2 separate regions of the Arachis hypogaea genome follow, and region 2 is linked to region 1. A link is a contact called in public Hi-C data. All regions are on one chromosome and are shown on one strand. Each heading gives the region's core, a stretch centred on a gene start, on an enhancer-like site or on the middle of the called end of the contact. The rest is flanking DNA. Distances are from core to core; before and after follow the strand shown.

The links. A called contact is a pair of places that touch in the nucleus more often than the background predicts.
Region 2: a Hi-C map of leaf shows a contact between it and region 1, with 2.6 times the contacts expected there. The contact joins the promoter of LOC112727767 here to the promoter of LOC112727763 in region 1. A contact is called at or near these places in 2 of 8 Hi-C or Micro-C datasets (both in leaf).

Annotation. Positions count from the first base shown.
Region 1 is chr12:95,660,778-95,667,504 of arahy.Tifrunner.gnm2.J5K5, reverse strand. LOC112727763 (transcription factor MYB3R-3) reads right to left here and starts at 3,256. Exons shown (of 9, transcript XM_025777661.3): 1 at 3,067-3,256; 2 at 2,430-2,581; 3 at 2,146-2,197; 4 at 1,833-1,890; 5 at 1,047-1,141; 6 at 856-959; 7 at 246-374. The coding sequence starts at 2,575.
Region 2 is chr12:95,895,456-95,902,182 of arahy.Tifrunner.gnm2.J5K5, reverse strand. It overlaps LOC112727767, which reads left to right and starts at 3,497. Exons shown (of 8, transcript XM_025777666.3): 1 at 3,497-4,056; 2 at 4,257-4,599. LOC112727766 reads left to right here. Exons shown (of 13, transcript XM_025777665.3): 5 at 1-84; 6 at 177-253; 7 at 389-506; 8 at 610-682; 9 at 1,042-1,233; 10 at 1,582-1,699; 11 at 1,930-2,166; 12 at 2,238-2,295; 13 at 2,433-2,672. The coding sequence starts at 84. The coding sequence ends at 2,285.

The sequences.
Region 1 (6,727 bases), core at 2,007-4,506:
ATAGACTGGATATTGCTTTGCATCAGCAATTTTCTCCATCACTTCATATGCTCATTGACCCATTCTCTTTTTCCCCACTTCGCAAGGATAGTGGGTGGACAAAGAAGTGTAGACAGAATGTCTCTTCCAAACATACACCACTCACAACAAATCATAGAAAAGGACACATTGCAAAATTAGAATTCACTATTAGCATAATACCATGATTTTAATTTCCATTAACATGAACTAATAAGAAAGAATACCTTCCAGGAAGAACCTTAGCAATTTCAGCCCATTTGTTTCCATATATGCGATGAGCATTCATGAGGGCCAACTCCTCTTCCGAAGACCAAGCATCCTTCTTTATGTCGGGATTAAGATGATTGTGCCACCTACATATGTTTCGAACTTTAAGAAATGATTACAAATCTTTTATATTGAGCAAAGGTCATATCTTTGATGATAATGAAGGAATCAACAACCAAAGAATAAAGACATGTTTGGTGATGATTAAATTTAAAGAATTGCTTTATTTCTTTAATCAAATGCTGTTCACTGAGACCATAATTATAAGTGCTTATTAACCCAAAAGACACTAATCCAAACATAAACATTATAGAAGGAAAAATGTTAAGCAACAGTACCAAAGCTAGTTTAATTGCAGTACCGTTATTTTAAAATTAGATCTTATATTCAATCATTTCAAGCTTAGGAACAAACAATGAGTAAAAGAATTTAGAAGTTTCAAGGCGATAATCAAAAAGCATGTCTAACAAATATGATTGATGATAGGGGGAAATTCTATAAATAAAAGGTTGAACTTAAAAAAGATGCAAAAATAGAAAACCTGCGTGTGAGCTTCAGTTAACCTACCGTTCTCGACACTGTTTTCCTATTCGACCAGGCAAGGACTTTGCTATCAAAGACCATTTTGATGGCCCATATTTTGACACCATTTCAACTATTTTGTCATCCTCCTGCAATCCAAGCAAGAGAAGTTAAAAAAACGAATAGGCTTTCTAAAAAATTAACAAGGAATTTAAAAGAGAAGCACTAGTTTCAACCTCCTTAGTCCAAGGTCCTTTAACAAGTTCTGGATTAAGAACTTTTTGCCATCTGTGCAGACATTGAACTTCTGATCTATCAGGGAAAAACTCAGCTGCATTCACATTTTAAATTGGTGTCATGAAATTGAGCATAATTCTTTCAGTAAGCACGTGGTACAGAAAATATTGTCTTATGATTCGCAAAGACAAATTCTCGTGGTTCAACTTCATAATAATTCTCTTTCCCAGAACAAATTGGAAACAAATATTGTTTAAAAGTATCAACTGAATGTTTATCCTGAAGGCTGTGCCTTCAAATTACATGTATTCAAAATTTCCCACTTCAGTATTTTCTGAATAGGGATGAGACAGGTCTGCTTTACATGAAAAACTATGACAAGGATCGTTACAAGAACATTTTTTCATGCTTCTTATGCGGTGCCCATTTAACTTTGAGGTAACAATTTCACAGTCTCAACTCAAGTATGTTCAAACACTAAATCTGTCTGCACGGAGTTGCTTCCAATTGTAAGCAAGCATGCTTTTCCAACAAAAATTTACAAATAAAAAAGTGAAAAGATCATCCAAATTGCACTACCGGGTCATATTATAAATACATATATGAAGAATATATCAATTTAGATACACATTCTAAGAAATTGTTACTACCATATCATAAAATGAACTACTTTATAAATATATCATATATCATATAATAAAGAAAAATTAATTGAGTTCAATATATGTTTTTAGTAGCATAGTCATAACAAATTCTGAGGTATTTTACATAGCAAATCTAAATACCTATTTTTTTCCAACTCTTTCCCTTAAAGGCTGCAACAGCATTCCTTAATGTCTCATCCTGCAGGAGTTTGAAGAGCACTATGTTGTGATTACATGAAAAGTCAGGTGGTAAAAATGACAAGAAAATATCTTGGTCTCAATTTGAAATGTTACAGAACTATAAATACATTGGCATTTTTAGCATATAAAGATGTATATTAAGAAGCACTAAATCAACTAATATAAATTCACTATTAATCAACTTCTTAAAACAGTAAAAACATTAAAGACAATAAATAAAAGTAACAACTATCTCCAAGTCCAAATTACTAACCTCCTCTGCTGTCCAACCACCCTTTGCTCGCCTTATAGGACCAGTGGTTCTCCTGTGTAACACAATATTCAAGTGGTGAAAATTAATTATTGAAGATCACAAGAAAGATCCAAAATGGAACAAAGCAGATACCCGTAGCAAGACCAAAAAATCAGCTGCTATTGCTAAATGCAAACATTAAGCAAAATCAAGCAGGCACACCATATATCGACACAAAACGACACCGTTATCAAGGTACAACATCATTGATTGACAAAAAGCAATGAAAAAAAGCATGTGAATACCGATGAGGGGGTGAAGCCGATGCCTGGCTACCTATCCCTGGGGATTTTGGTATAGAACTGCCACTGCCTTCTGATACAAAGGAGCTAGAAGCAGCTGTTGATTGCTTATTCTCTATACAACCTTCCTCTGATTTCAACTCATCCATATCCTTCTACAAATTTATTCACATATTGTTAAGAGGACGAAGAAAAAAAAAAAAAAAAAAAAGCAAAATCAAGCCAACACACTCAAATAAAAAAAAAAAAGCAAAATCATGCCAACACACTCAAATTTCACACAAATTATCAAAAACCCTAAAACCCTCACTGAAATAACAAAAGTTTCGAACTTTATGGGTGACATACAAAGACAAACGAAATCCAGATCTCAAAAACCGTTATCAGATTAAAACTTGCTCAGAGAAACGCCAAAAACACCTTATCATAAGAAACACGTAATTCATAGGTATTCACCACGCACAATTTTACAATAATAGTGATAACAATTAATAAAAATTCACTACTAAAGAATATTACAGAGTCGGGGAAAAGGAAATAATCGAAAAAAAAACCGATCACAAACACAAAGGAAGTTGAATTTTCATACTAGAATATTAAAAAAAAAATAGAATCTGAGATTTCTCCGAAACTGAAGTACCTCTGCAAACAGAGAATTGGCGGGAATCAAAGTGGAGCTCGCAAGAGATTTAGGAAAAGAAAGAGAGGAAGAAAAGAAAAGACAAAAAAAAAAAGAAGGAGCAGTTTCGAAAACTCCTTGTTGCCCGTTGAACAAGAACAGAAGTTTTGATTTTAATTTTAATTCAACTTTTTTAAATTAAAATTGAATTACTAAAAAAATTAGATAGCAGCACCAGACCAGTTTAAGTTACCGTTACTTGCGTCTGCCTTTTTGTTTTTTTCCTTCTTAAATGGTAAACCAGTTTTTAGTAATTTTTAGGGTTTTTTGATTATTGGCAAATCAATTAACCCTTTTCAGTTTTGGCAACTTAAATTAAATTATATCCATTTAAATATTTGTTACATACTTACATGTGATATATGAAATTACACTGAGGTGATTAGTGAAAGAAGCTATTTTTTGTTAGTGGAAGTGAAACAAGTTTAATATGACAATAAATACACTTAAATAGAATTGAATTGAATAAATAATAATAATTAAAAACAATCAACAGTAAATAAAAATACAAACATTCATGTAAAACACAAAAAAATAAGTTATTAAATTACTCATCATATTTATTTATGTATATCACTTTACATATTTTTGTTTTAGGTGACTATTAAAATAATAAAATATTTTACTGTAAAATAAAAAATAATCAATTTATTTATAATATATATATTTTTTGTTTTAAGATTAATTTTCATAATTTCAAGTGAATCAAAACAAAAGAGAGCCTAACATAAGTTTAAGGACATACGTATTCTACTTGACCCAAAAATTAAGATGAGTCTTATCAATTTTATGGGTCTTTTTAACCTCCCACAATGTCAATGACTACTTTACCTAAAATGGTAATCAATTAACTATTGTATGGTTTTGGGAAATATCCGCACGACCTTAAAAAAATATACATTTAGGAGTATTTAAAATTGGACTAAACTAAACTAAATCTATAAACCGAAGCAAAAAGATTTGAAACTAGAAACCAAAAACTTTGAAATTTAAAATTTGTTGCTTCTTATTGGGTTGATTCAATTATCAATTCCATATCACAAAATCGAAAAAAACCGAATTGAAAGTATAATTTTAATTCTATTTCTATCCTTATAATTTCACCATAACTCCCATTATAGGCTTTAACATATCACATATATGTCTTTCATCTTAAACTCGAAAGAAAATTGTCAAGAACACTTTTTTCTTTTTTGTTTTTGATTTGTTATGTTTAATATACGAATTTAATGTGGTTGAATTTTAAATTATCTTACAAATTATATTGTATAATTGCGGATTATGATATTAAACTTTATACTCCGAAAATGTTTAGTATTTTGCTGTATATTGTTTGGCTAAAAAGAACATTATATAAATTTTTATTACATTAGATATGATTAAGATGGTTTTTTTTTTTTTTACATTAGAGTTTTATGCACATGATTATCTACTGATTAATTCTATTAGTCTACCATGTACATTTCATGATATTACGTCTAGCCAACCTAATGCCAATGATTTGTGTATTTAGAAACACTAATAGGTTATCATAAACGAAGTAGAATATAATTGATAAGTAATGATAATCATTAAGTTTGGGAAGCTAGGTGTTTTCTTAGGTTAGTTTGTGTTGAAATATGTGCTTTAATCGTGCCGTTTGATTTGGTGTATCATTCATTTTTCTATCTTTTATCTTGATTTAGTTCATTTACCTCATGTCTGATGTATATCTCGATTTGATAGTATTTTTAACTTAAGATAGGCCCAAGAACTAAGATGGGTCTCATCAATTCGATTGGGTCTTTTTAATCTCCTATAATGTCAATGACTACTTTACTTAAAATGGTAATCAACTAACTATTGCATGATCTTGGTGAAAGAGCCTAGCAGCGGAAACGACACAAATGTCCAACACAAGAACAGTATGGAAGCTTTCACAACACAATATGGCAGCAACTATAACAAGCAAATATAGCAAGTAAAGCAATAATAAGAACACACCGAGATTTTAACGTGGAAAACCCCCTCAGTGTGAGAGGTAAAAACCACGAGTCGTCCAGACCAATGAAATAGCTCCACTATAATCAAATGAGATACAAGAGAGTCTCAAACAAAGCACAAAAATGTGCATATAACCAGCCAAAATATCAAAGCACCAAAGCTCACAAATGAAAAGCAAGAAGATGAAATATACCCAAAAAAACATAGTTGCTGTCGAAGCCAATTTCTCCCTATGCAAACCTCCAATTAAAATCTTCACCGTCCAGAATGAAGAACAAGATGTGAAAAATCTACAGTTCAAATTTCACGTCGATCCAACGGTGAAGAATGAGAAACTGCCGTTCCAAAATTGCTGCTCTGTGTAAAACAAAAACGAAAATTCTGTTTTTTCCTTTCTCTCTCACTTGGTGGCTACTCTCTCTCACTCTCAATGACCCCCAAAAATCTGAACTAGGGTTGTGGCACAATGGGTGCAAGAGACACCCTCAAAATGTTGGGCTTGGGCCTCACAAAGGAGAAAAAAACCCAACAAATCTCCCCCTTCTCGACTAGGTGGAGGCTCTCGCCATTCCGGCGATCAAACAACATGTTTCAAACTTTTCTCTTGACAATGCTTTTGTCATCATATCAGCACCATTGTCATCAGTGTGAACTTTCTCAAGTTCCAACAACTTTGAATCTAACACATCCTATATCCAGTGATACCTAACATCAATATGTTTAGATCTTGGATGAAAAGTAGAATTCTTGGCAAGATGAATAGCACTTTGGCTATCACACAACAACACATAACTGTCTTGCTTGAAACCAAGTGCTGCAAGAAACTTCTTCATCCACAACAACTCTTTACATGCTTCAGTTGCTGTAATAAACTCTACCTCTGTAGTAGAAAGTGAAACACACTTTTGTAGCCTTGACTGCCATGAAATAGCTCCCCTTGCAAACTTGACCAAATAACCTGAAGTAGACTTTCGAGAATCAATATCTCCTGCCATGTCTGTATCAGTAAAGCCAACTAGCAAAGGTTTCTCACCACCAAAACTCAAACTCAAGTTAGTTGTACCTTTGAGATATCTCATAATCCATTTAACAGCATTCCAATGTTCTTTACCTGGATTAGAGAGAAAACGACTCACAGTACCAACTACATGAGCAATGTCTGGTCTAGTACACACCATAGCATACATCAAGCTTCCAACAGCTGAGGCATAAGGAATTTCATCCATTGCTTGTTTCTCCTCATCAGTGGTTGGACACTGCTTGGTACTCAACTTAAAATGAGGAGCAAAAGAACTAGCAACACATTTGGCATCATTCATGCCAAACCTTTGAAGCACCTTCTTTATGTACTTCTCCTGTGACAAATAAAGCTTCTTGGAATCTCTATAACGAGTAATAGTCATGCCCAAAATTTGTTTGGCAAGACCCAAGTCCTTCATAGCAAAGAACTTACTCAACTGTTTCTTCAACTCATTAATCCTCAAAGCATTCTTGCCCACAATCAAAATATCATCCACATAAAGCAAAAGAATGATAAAATCATCATCAAAAAATTTTTGCACAAATACACAATGATCTGAAGTTGTCTTACGGTAACCATGCTTCCCCATAACAGATTCAAACTTCTTGTACCACTGTC
Region 2 (6,727 bases), core at 2,248-4,747, 230 kb before region 1:
TGCTCATCAATGGTTGGCTTCCAAAATTAGCATTCCTCTGTGGTCATATAGAAAAACCAGTAGCCATTTGGTCCTTCAACACAAGTGGGTGAAAGTTTAGTCTCATGTTATGTTGTTACCAGCTTTAAGCATAGCAGTCAGATTGTCACTCATCTATTTTTGTTTTGTTCGTTCAGTGTTATATTCATCAAATGAAGAGCTTCGAAACTCATCCTCTGACTTTTGGTCTGCAGTTCTCTCTTCTAGAAAAGAGGTAAAGACATGTTTGTTATGTTTCCTTTTGGTAATGATAGATGTTGGTAGCAGTAACAATTATGACTGAGCATGTTTCGTTTGAATCTATTTTCAATTGATACGTTAGTATTAAATACAGAATCATTATTTTTAGGTTGATCAATTGCCTGTCGAGATTGGTTGGTTTCCTGAGTACTCAGATTTGAGAACAGCTCTTGACACTTATGGGTTTCTTTTTGAATTTTCATCCAGTGGTGAACCCAAAAATTTAGGTAACTATGTTGAGATATTTGCAGTGTTTCAAGTGTAACAACAAAGACATTGCTACATATATTTATTTCCATCCTTCTAAGAAAATCTGTCTTTGTATCCTAGATTCTGACACTGGAGAACCACCCCAAAATATTAGAGCCTGGCTCAAATTTGTCACTGCTTGTTGTCTAATACGGTAAGCCACAACAATGTGTCTACTTAGACAATTATGTGAATTGGTTTTCTGTTACTTTTGTTACCTTTGGCACACTTAAAGAATTGGCTTAAAGAATAGAAGGATTAAGTGTTTACTAATGACTTTTTGCATATCGTAGTTTTTTTACCATCACTGATGTCTAATGTACCTTGGTGATTTGTGATTAAGTGTTTATTTGAAACTTCAGTATATATTTTGCACATTTAAGGTGTAAATCCTTGTTCTTTTAAGCTCTATCATTGGTTTATTTTAAGTGTTTTTGGGACATGATTTATGATTTGTCATCGTTGTTTATTGGTGTGACAATGTCAACTTATGCCTTTTTATGCTCACTGCAGGAGTAAAAGACCAGTATTTTCTGTTGTAGAAGCTGAAGAACTCGTTGAAATTATTATATGTCTATTCCTAGATCGCCAGTTTCAAGGTTTATTAGTGCTTTTGAATGATTGCATGCAAGCGATTGTCAATTACTTCACAGACCAAGAATGGCATTCAAGTTGTGGGAACGTAGCAAAATTCGTTGCTTCCAGGTTGTTATTACTTTTTAGTGCCAGTAATAATAATGTAGTACTTGAACTATGAACTTAGTAGCTTTATTTATCTACCCAATTGTAGCTTTGTTTAATGCTTGATAATTAAACTTAATAGAGAAGTGATTATCATCTCTGCAAGTTGGATCAAACTATTTTATACTCTGTTAATTCTTAGTGCTGAGATATTTATACATTCTGAATTTCTGTATGTGGTAATCATCAATGAAATCAGTCAGCATTAATTAGTGCAAACTGTAAATAAACAAGCTGAAGTGTAATTTAGTGCTTGCCCAATTACTTTATCTTCGCTTCCTTTCTCTTATTCTAACTGGCTTGGACGTGCAGAGTCTCAAAGGATCTGAATTGCATCCAATCTGTTGAGTGCATACCCGTAGCCAGCTCCCGTTGTAAGCAACTTAAGAGTGCTGTGGCGTATCAGAACCTACTTTCCTGTTTTAATGGAGTATGTTGCTTTCCCTTTTACCACTCAATTTGTGTTCTGCTTATGTATGTTTCCATGTACTATTACCTGTTTCAATATTTTCCACCAGTTTAATTTCTAAATTATCATATATTTTTTTAATGCATTCTTGGATCATTTGTCAATATCATTGCAAAATCAAAATGCACTCATAACTCAACAATTATTACCACCAAATTAATTGCATCCATATCTCAAAAATCTTGATACAGTTTTTGTGTCAAGCCAACAGTGGAGAAGACATCCTGAGATTGCTTAGGGCAATTAACTTCAAAGACAAAAGTTGTGATTTCTTCAAGATGTACATTCACCTAGTTTTGACAGAGAACTGGGTTTTGTCCAACTCATTAATCGAAGACAATCCAGTAATCTATGAAATGTTCTGTCTTCTTCTAAGACAATGCTCTAGCTTGATTTCAGCGACAGACCTACGATCATATGCGTCAAAGGTGAGCGAAATGTCTTTCTAATTATCAACCCGTGCTGCGATCAAATTTAAAGAAATGATTTTGTTATACAGGTTCGTCATAGGGCCGCATATCTTATGCACTTCTCCATCTACAAGTAGTTGGTTTCTGGTATGTATTGTACAGTATACTATTCACTTCATGGATAAACCTGAACCCTATAAAGAGAGTTGTTCATGTTAAGAGATAAAGACATAAATGTTTTTGGTGTCATTGTTTTTCATAACATCCTCTTTCTTCTTGTGTAGCCTTAAATGGCCATATTTGAAGGGCGAGAGGTTGGAAGATTGAAGTGGCATGGGTCAGCAACCTTATTTTGACTGAGATTCTTCCGACTCCCGGATGTTTTTGCTTCTTGTTGGGTGGCATGAATCAATATCTAAGTTATAAGTAGCTGACAATTATCTACCTTTTTTTCTAATTACCTTTTGTTAAATGCCATGCATTTGTGAAGTCCATTGTATATCAATCAAACTCTTTTAACCAAAGCTACATCTCACGTTGCATTTCTTTGTCTGAGTTGGCAAAAACCAAAGAGTAAGAAATTACAAGGGAAAATGAAAAATTTAGAAACAGATATCAAATGAGACTGCGCTTTATAAGTGCATAAGGTTTGATGTTGGTCATTAGATCTGACTAGTTTAGTGTCATAATATTATTGTTTTTTTTATTTTTTGGTCGGTGGATTGAACAACCCCCAATCCTAGGTGTCCCAATGGATTGGACAACCCTCAATCCTAGGTACCCCAATGGATTGGACAATCTCCAATCCTAAGTACATAGTACACACCCAAACACTTCTCATATACTTACCAATTTTTTTCTTCTCGGTTGCAGCTGGTAGGACTCGAACCCGAGACCTTTGAAATGGCGAGGGGCGGATATAATATTATTGTTGAATCCTATTCCTAAGCTAGTATGCTGTAAGGTTTTGTATTTGGACTGTTTGGGTCGGACAGCCCAACCGGACCTATTGGACCTCAGCACTCAAAAGCCCATTCAGTTTAAATAACATCTCCAAAACAAAATATGAATGACCATGACCAAAAAAAGAAGAAACCATGAACGACCAAAGACGGTGTTACTACTACCAAAAAAAAAAAAAAAAAAAAAAGACGGTGTTACTAAACGTGAACACAATTCATTGACAAAAATAAATAAATAAACAAACATGGACACAATTGTAAAAGTCAAAAGAAACTCAATTAAAAATTGAATTTAATTGAACAACGTTGAATCATTTAAGCCACTAGGCATATTGTAAGGATTTTGCTGTGTTTTGCGTAAGATTATAAATTCAAATCTCTCATGTATATTATATTACAAGTAAAACTGTTTAGTTTCTCACAATATAAATTATGTTAAATATCTTATATACATGCTAATACGTGATTAAACAATATTGATAAACTATTTTACACGAAAATACATCAAAACTAATATCCTAAAAAAGAAGATAACCTCGTCTATCCATAGTGTGTTAGGTACAGAGAGGGTCGTTTTTGCTAGAGAGTGAGCAACTAAGTTACCATTTCTCTTTACATGAGAAATCTGGGTAAATCTAAGCCTATCCAAAAAAAATTACCATTTGACAAAGAGAGTCCAAAATAATTACTGTGGGTAATTGGATATCTCAGTGCATGGAGTACTTCAATGTTATCCCCTTAAACCACAACATAAAAAAACACCCCTCTATTGCTAATTTCAGTCCCACTAAACAAGAGAGTGCCTCTGCCTCCCTGACCGAATGAAAGCACGCCATGGATCTTCCAAGTTGCAACAGCCAAAATAGCGCCTTGGTGATCTCGGATCACAGCTCCAGCTCCGCGGTCTCCGCCGTTTGCTCCGGCGGCATCAAAGTTGTGCAAAGTGGTGAGATACTGATTCCTCTCTGTTGTAGGTTTTTCCATGTGGGCAGGGCATTGGAGATGAGCCTCCAGCTGAAATTCAGTACTCTTGGCGGAGCTGGGATTTTCCATAAACCTTATTATACTCATTATATCACAGTCTCTAAGACAGCCTTTGTGGAAAGAAAAATACACATTTAATATATTTTTTTTGGTGAAATTCAGATTGGATTTGGGCTTGGACTATGTTCATCCATGGAAGGCCCAACTCTGGGACACAGAACAACAGCGTGGGAATGAGAATGAGAACGCAAGTCCGGTGACTGAGGAGCAGTTCACTCGCCGCCACAAATCGTGTTGCGCCGCTCGTCTCCGATCTTGCAACAAGGAACCGTGAGCAGTTTTTCCTCCGGCCAAAGAGTGACCCTCCTAACCGCCGAGAACCAACTATCGCTTGCAAGTTCAAACCCTTCGCCCTTGCTTCGATCTTCGAAGCCACTGGTTGCATCGCAATAGAATTTTGCTTGGCTCGTCCAAGTCATCTTCGTCTTTTGCTTCTGCTCTCTTGGTGAGAGTGCTTCTGGAATTTTAATTGTTGTTATTGATGATTCCATATTTGCAACAACAAATTTTATCTCTGATTATGGATTTGCTATAGAACTGTGATCTGGTTTTTCTATTCAAATGTTGATATATGATGATTGCTTCTGAATCTTTGATCTGCAATATTTTTTCTTTTTCATCGTAGAATTTTGCCTGATACAATGTTCGGAAAATAGTTTAGATTTTCAAAAAAAGCGTCTCTATGAATGTGAATTTGCAATCCGTTAATAAAGAATTGGTAAATCCTGCATTCTTTCATGTTACAATCATGCTTCTGAAAACCAGACTGGACCGGCCAATCCAACCGGTCTAACTTTGAACCGGCAGCAGTTACGATCTGGTTAGCCTTTTAAATTGTTGATTAAAAAACCAGTGGAAAAACTGCTGAACCGGCCAGGAACCAGCAAGTCGGACCGAACCGGGACCCAGCCGGTTTTTATTACTGATAATGAGTAATGAACATTATTGAGCTGTTCTTGTTATGAGTAATGATTTTCTTAGGTTTTTCTGTTATGAGTAATTTAGATTATTTTGTTTTACAGTAATTATGGAACTGTTCTTGTTGTTCAGCTGTATTTTTTTATTTAATTGTTCAGTGTTGTGTTTATTGTTGCTGATTGTTGCTCTTTGTTTTTGATGGTTTTGATTGTTAATGTTTGTTCACTGCTGTGGTTGTTCTTATTGTTCTTGATTGTTGTTTTTTTTGTAATGCTGTTTGTTGCTGTGTTGCTGTTTTTCATGTTGTTTTTGCATTCTTATGCTGTGTGCAGCTTAATTTTTTGCATTTCTTGAGTTGTGCTTTGATTATTTAATTGAAAAATTACTTCTAACAAAGTTAAAAGAGATGCTTAAGACGAATGAAGAAATTACCATTTGGGAATGTGTGATCCAAAGTAGTTGAAAGTTCTTGACTATGGCTCTTGTCTTTTGGTTTTGCGGCAGTCCAGGCCATCTCTTCTCCTGTTCTGCTGCGTCCAGCCCTCTGTGCTCCCTCACCTCTGTGCTCTAGAAAGTATTTTTTACTGTAATTGTTGTTTTTATTGGTTTAGGATTGTTAATATCAGATTTTCTTTTCTCAATTATTGTTGTTATAACTGTGGTTTAGGATTGTTGATCAAGTTCTTGATTCTGTTATGTTATGTTGATGTTCTGTTGTCTTTAATTTTTTTTTTGTTTTTGTTTTTATTGTGATTTTCTGTTCTTGAACTTGTTCAGTTGATAATTTGCTAAATTGTTGGGCTGCTGTTGTTTTGATTTGCCAAATTAATAGGTTGCTGCGATATAATTTGCTGGATTTTCTATTCTTGTTGTTTATTTGCAAATTGTTGTGTATTGTTGTCTTTGAGTTGCTGTGTTGTTCTTCTCAAATTGTTAATTTTCTAATTTGCTAAATTGAAATTGTTGTGATTTTTGAGATTGGGATTATCCTTGTTTCTTGTTTCTTCAGGTTAGTTTATATTTGGTTGGTTGGTTAAGTTTGTTTCAAAGATGGAAATATCTTGATGTTAATTACTTTGTGTGCTTAGGTTTTTAATTATGCTTTTGGTACTATCATCATGGAGAACATTAGTAGGGGATCAAGTAGTACTTCTACTTTATTAGCATATAAGCATCTAATTTGGCTCAGATCGGACAATAGCTGCTTAATTAGATTAGAGTTAGTATTATGATTATTAATTTTCACTCTCATCAACAATGAGATTAGAGTTAGATTCAAAATATATTTAAATAAATACCTTAGTTATTTAATTTTTGAGTTTGTATTTTGATAAAATCATAAGATTTTGATGACATTTCATGTAGTGCTTTAAATTTAGAAGACGTTTTAAGATTTATATTAGATTATAATTATGTTTTAGGGTATTTATTTATATTTTTTATTATTTTATTATAAAACGAATTTTTTGGTTGAACTACGGTTGAACCGATTAGATCAATAAACCAGTAATTAGAGTGGTTCGATGACCGGTCCGGTTTTCAGAACCTTGGTTACAATTGTTTTGCTATGATGCTATTGAATACCTTTTTATACACTACGCACACCGCCTTGTCCATCAAGTGATAGCTTTTACCTCCTTTGTGGTCTCTTGGTC